Regions from separate parts of the Gossypium hirsutum genome. Here region 2 is linked to region 1. Evidence: chromatin contacts called from public Hi-C data. All regions are on one chromosome and are shown on one strand. The core of a region is the stretch at or near the end of the contact, and the rest is flanking DNA. Distances in the headings are between cores, read along the strand shown. Region 1 holds the start of LOC107898302. Region 2 has its middle 32 kb from the start of LOC121216445.

Region 1 (2,886 bases), core at 143-2,642:
AGAGGTGATGGGATTCTTTTAGTTTCGGACTTAATTGATACACATAATGGAGAATGGAGGGAAAGTATTGTAGTTGATACCTTCCTAGAGGAAATGGCGACGAAAATCTTGCATTTTCCCTTATCTAAGAAAGCCCACGAAAACTTGAGGGTTTGGAGTGGTAAGCCCTTGGGGGAGTTCTCAGTCAGAAGTGGCTATAAACTATAACAAAAAGGTACTTTCTTTCCTAATAATGCTCAAATAGAGACCAATATTATAGATTTTTATAAAAAGTTATTGGCACTACATCTTCCCTCCAAGATTAAAATTACAATGTGGAAATTTTCTTGGAATTTTGTTTCCACTTTCGTTAATCTAAGGCTGAGACAAATTCCTGTTGAAGAGCTATGTCCTAACTGTCATGGAGTTGCAAAGAGCACTGACCACATTCTTAGGGAGTGCCCTACATCAACTGAGACCTAGGTTAATTTTGACCTGTTATGGGTTTCTTCAAATTTAGTACGGAATAGTTGGGAGTGGCTAACCTGAGTTTTTAGTAATAATGCCAGTGAACAACGTAGACTGTTTTGTTGTGGAGTGTGGGCAATCTGGATAAACAGAAACAAATTAGTGCATAAGGAGAAAAAATCGTTGGGGAAGGAAATTGCAGATTGGGTATTGGATTATATGAAGGGGTTGGGCGAGATGAAGGAAAAGGAACATACCAAGCATTAAGTCCATGTAAATTGGATTCCCTAGCTTGGAGCCATTGTGAAGATAAATTTTGACGCAGCCTTTGACGGTAGTAATGCTAAATCAGCATCAGGGGTGGTGGTTAGAAATGCCTCAGGGGAGATATTGACCTTGAAAACAACTTTTCATGAGTCTTTTTTGACGGAGTTCGCTATGGAGGCCCTTGCATGTTTTAAAGGCATATTATTGGGGGCTCAGTTGGGTTCGAATCGGTGACAGTTGAGGGTGACTCGATGACAACGATAAAGAAATCCAAGTTAAACACAGCAGACAAACCAGTGATTGGAGCAATCGTTAGAGATATTCGGTAGTGCAAAAGGTTTTTTTCTCATAATAGATTTTTAATATGTTCCCAAAATAGCAAATCATCTCAAACATATGATTTCAACGGAAAGTATGAAGAAGGGAGAGGAAATTTACCATGAAAGAGATGTTTCAGGGTTCGTCAAGGAAGCGTTGGATCGGAGAAGACCAAGGGCACCAGATTGAAGTTTTGACCTCTGTGAAACTCGGTTAGGGAAAGGAACAGGCAGGAGAAATGAAAATGTTATTTTGGAAACCTGCCTTAGGAGATTGCAACCTACAAAAAGCAAGGGATAAGGGCATTTATTTTTTGGGTGGTTGCAAGCTATATCTGATTGGGTTTTGTTTGTTTCTTTTAATTTTTCTGGTTTATTGGTTGGTAGTTTTTTAGGGTATTTTAATTGAGTTTTATGGGTTTGGCCGGTTTTATTTCTATTCGGCCTGGCCTTTTTTGTTTTTTAGTTTGATTTTGGACTATGTATTTGGTTTTTTTATGTTATTAAAGGCCCAGTCTAGTATTTTTTTAGAAAAAAAATCTACACAATTCTTATCACTAAATATTCAATGCAATATAATTTTTACTTTTAAAAAATGTATAACATGAAATATAAAACAATTTTAAATGGAAAACAATCCATTGTCTAGAAATTAATTTTTTTAAAAAAAATTGATTGCACAAAAATAAAAAATATTAACTTTTGGAAAAAAATGATTAAAATTGTAAAAAAAAGAAAGAAAAAGAAAAAATGATTGTTTATAATTTTAAAAAATTAATTATTTTAAGTAAATTAATTAAAGTGAAATTAAATTGAAGAAGATAGTAGATATAAACAACTGTATAATAATTTGTTATCTTTAAAATTTAATGACATGAAACTATTAATTTATTGGTGCCTAAAAACTATACTTTCTAGGATGATCCTAATATAACTTATTCCCTTTATTTTAACCCTTTATAACAAATTTCACTTATAACAACAACAAACATAATTATGAAGTATATATATATTTTTATTAAATTAGTTCTTTTATAAAAACATATTGCCTAAATTTTTTAAGTAAAATTATAACTATTTCATATAAGTAAGCCCATTAATTATAATTTACTAAATAAACATGATATCAATTAAAATATTATTTTAATAAAATATTTATATTTCACATAAAAAAAATATTAATCCCATCTTATTAAATGAAAATAATCTTTAATGAGTGAAGTTAGAGATAACAATTCCCCTTAATAATATTTTTTTAAAGAATTCTAATTAATATGATACACTTTCTAACACTAAATTAATTATCCTTAATAATATTTAACCCTAATTAGTTTTGACTAATTAAATAAAATTAAAAATAATAATAATAATACAAGGTTTATGCTTTCTTCAACTAGATTTATGATTTATAGTAAGCTGCGTTAAAATTTAGAATTTTAAGGAAAGTATTAAAGTAGAATAAGGTCTAAAGGGGTCTAGGATTTTAGAATTTTATAAAAAAAATAGATTAAATTCAGTGTTAAAAATAATAATAAGAGTGAATTTGATGTTTCTTAATATACTTTGTTATTCATGCAATCTAAAAAAATGATGTAGTGTGTATTAGGTGCCTAAATCTGACTTTTTTAGGATCATTCTAGTTAAAGTTAAACTCTAATAAAGATATGAATGACATTTTTAAAAAAGTTAAAAAGAAAAATTCCAAAAGAAATTACCCAATACTTTAGACCCACATGTTAGAAAAAAACTAATGAAATATATATTTTTCAATTATTTCAATAAGCAAAAAATATATTTTCTCACCGGCATAGTGAGTGCCGATATATCTATATCTATATTAAAATGTTTGCCATGG
Region 2 (2,886 bases), core at 209-2,708, 75 kb after region 1:
CGAATTTATAATAATTTAAACATTAAATGACGCTAAAAATAAACTCAAGATAAATTATGTTGGGCCTAACAACAAATAAGGCCTAAATGAAAACTAGCAAAACTCTACTGAACTAAATAAATCGATCTTTATTAGGTGTGTGTTTGGGCTTCTCTCTTCATAACTTGGTCTCTTACAAGCTTATTAAAACCTTTCATCTAGTTTTATGTCTTAGGTTTGTGTCATTAGACCCCATGTAACATGAAATGAACTCTTGACTATTTGGATCTTCAAATTCTCTTTCTTGAAAGTCTTTTGGAACCAAATGTTGAACCAACACATATAAGTTGGTCTTTCAACAGTTTGGACTTGGATTGAGTTATTCAACCTTATAGAAAACTAAGCTTATTACGCTCATGGGTTTATGATTGGATCTTAATGTTCACATTGAATTGATTATCAGTTTGATGTATGAATTAGAGATCACTATTATGTTCATTTAAAAAAACGAGTTAAAGTGCATTTTGGTTGTAAACAAATAATTTTCATGTTCAATTTGTAATTAAACTTTGAAGGGAAAAGATTTAATGAAAATATGATTTTAGTTAAATGTATAGGAGTAAAATAAACTTAAATCACTACTTATACTATTGATTTATAGTAAATTACTCTTTACATAATGTCCCGTAAGAAAGAATTCTAAACTATATAATCAATTTTATTGCATTTCTATTACCTTTCACTTTTATTTGTTGATTTAATTGCAGCTTAATTTACTATAACTCAACGTTAAAAAAACCTGTTAGTAATTCTAATTTTCATAACAAGGAAAATAGAAAAATAGATTAAACCAATAATGAAATGAGCCCGTAACCGCATACCCATGAGATTAAAGCCTACTATGCTGTTTGCTTAGGTGGACTGCAAAGGATCTAAATTCTAAAGATAGTATTTTCTTCGTTTTACTACAAAACAAACCAATCCACTTGGGACAAAACTTCTTTGAACTGGCTGCGTCGGTTGCCAGTTATTACGTATCCTTTTGTGCCTTTGGCCAATGGCCATTGATCAGTGCAACTGCAACTACAAGCTCAGCCACATGTGCTTCACCTTTTCCATCCCTCGCACCATCCGTCGCCTTCTACGTTTCTTACTGTTCCTTCCTCATCAAATCTTGAAAAGTCTAGCAAAAAATAATCTGTCAAAGAACTGTAAAATTTTGTATTTTCGTACCCATTTCTCTCTAAAATCACTGCCGTAAATCTTCAGCTACTTTGATCTTAAATCTTTATTATTGGCTAAGGTAATATTGTGGTTGGGTACATTAATTATGGTTTTTTTTTTTTGAATTCCAGTCTTCTTTTCAAGTCTTTAAACAATGGGGAAAGGAAAACGACAGGAAAGTTTCTTTAATTATGAGGTATGAGGCTAAGAACTGCAGGGCCTCCAGTGGGGTGTAAAAGGCGCGCTTTTTAGCATATACCAATAATGCAGTAGACCAAGTCTTTTTGGTTGATTTTTGTTTCAAGGACTTGGAATTCATAAGAAAGGTAAAAAGAAAAAGAAATGAAATTAAGTGGTAAGTAATCTCACTATACCAGTTTATATTTACCCTAGCAACTCTAGAAAGGATAGATTTCTATATACACATATTTTTATTTGATAAGATTCTTTTGGTTTTGGGTTTCCCTTTCTTCATTTAACTCGAAATTTGGCTTCATGCTTAGGCGGTGCACATTAGCACGTGTTGATGGTCCCCGTCAATTTTCTGTTTTATTTTCATTTTAGCATAATGTGCAACCCATTATCATCTCTGCCATTGGTGCAATCTTTTCCCTGGTCCAGTTTATTGGATATTCGAATGCAAAATTAGGTATTGCGGATACCTTTATAGCTCCCCCTTTGATGTGCATCTTACCAAAGCCAACAGCTTGGTTGTGGGATGATAAATAGATGTTAGCTAGAGATGATAATGCAGCCAAAACATCTCAGAAGCAGATAATTTTAAACTGAGAGAGTAAGAGGAGCAAGTGGTTCTTCACAATATCAAACATCATTATTCAAAAATTATCCAACTGGAGATGGAGGCGTAATCTGATATATGGAAGCCATGAAGCAGCTGTTAAGGAAAAAGATTAAGAAAAAGAGAAATGGGAAGCTTTTGGAACATAATATGATATATATAGGTTACTGTAAAAGTAAATCGACCGGATAACAAATATTCTGAATGGGAAGGAAAGGGAGAGCAAGGCCCAGCGGTTCTTTAAAATCGTTTAGTATAAAATTTGGAACATAATATGATATATATAGCTTAGTATAAAATTTGCAGCTTTTTCTAGAATTAAAGCAATCAAAATGCATTAAGTGATGGAGCATCAGGGTGCAGTTTCTAAGGGCTTAACCGATAAAGACTTAAAAATTTTGATATGTACATTTGCCTTTGCTGCTTCTAGTTCGATAAAGAGTATTAGTTAAGTGCATGGTTTATACTAAGCTAGTGCAACTACACAGGAAGAGAGTAACAGAAGAAGATGAGAAAATTCAGAGCCCAAACAATGGCAGATCAAGAGGAAGACGACGGCTACCTATATATTATGTAACATTACTAATTAACTCAGCGGGAAGATTTAGGTGAGAAGATGGGTTGGAGCTTTGCCATATGAATAAGACCCGAGTTAGAGAATCATATCTGATAGTAGTAAATGTGGGCAATAAATGGATGGACTATTTTATTTTACATCCATATTTGAATAACCCAAATTTACTGAATATGTTATATTGACTGCACGAGCCTATATTCAAAGGGTTTGAACTTTTTTTATATCTGGCTCGGTAGGCTCCTTTCAGCAAAACTGGATCACAATAAAAGTAATAGGACTACAGGAAACCAGCTTCATATTAGTATAC

What was found. Hi-C and Micro-C count contacts between places; a contact is called where the count stands out from the background.
Region 2: a Hi-C map of leaf shows a contact between it and region 1, with 2.1 times the contacts expected there. The contact joins the enhancer-like site here to the promoter of LOC107898302 in region 1. A contact is called at or near these places in 4 of 34 Hi-C or Micro-C datasets (all in leaf).

What each region holds. Positions count from the first base shown.
Region 1 is chrD04:23,950,861-23,953,746 of Gossypium_hirsutum_v2.1, forward strand. It overlaps LOC107898302, which reads right to left and starts at 1,393. Exons shown (of 4, transcript XM_041091276.1): 1 at 705-1,393; 2 at 525-587.
Region 2 is chrD04:24,026,188-24,029,073 of Gossypium_hirsutum_v2.1, forward strand. No RefSeq gene overlaps it. Among protein-coding and RNA genes, the nearest start is that of LOC121216445, 32 kb to the left of the region's middle. Within about 2 kb of position 1,459, at least 3 of the 9 cell types and tissues checked have an H3K27ac peak or open chromatin away from gene starts, as enhancers often do. A contact at or near this core is called in leaf, where this site is marked.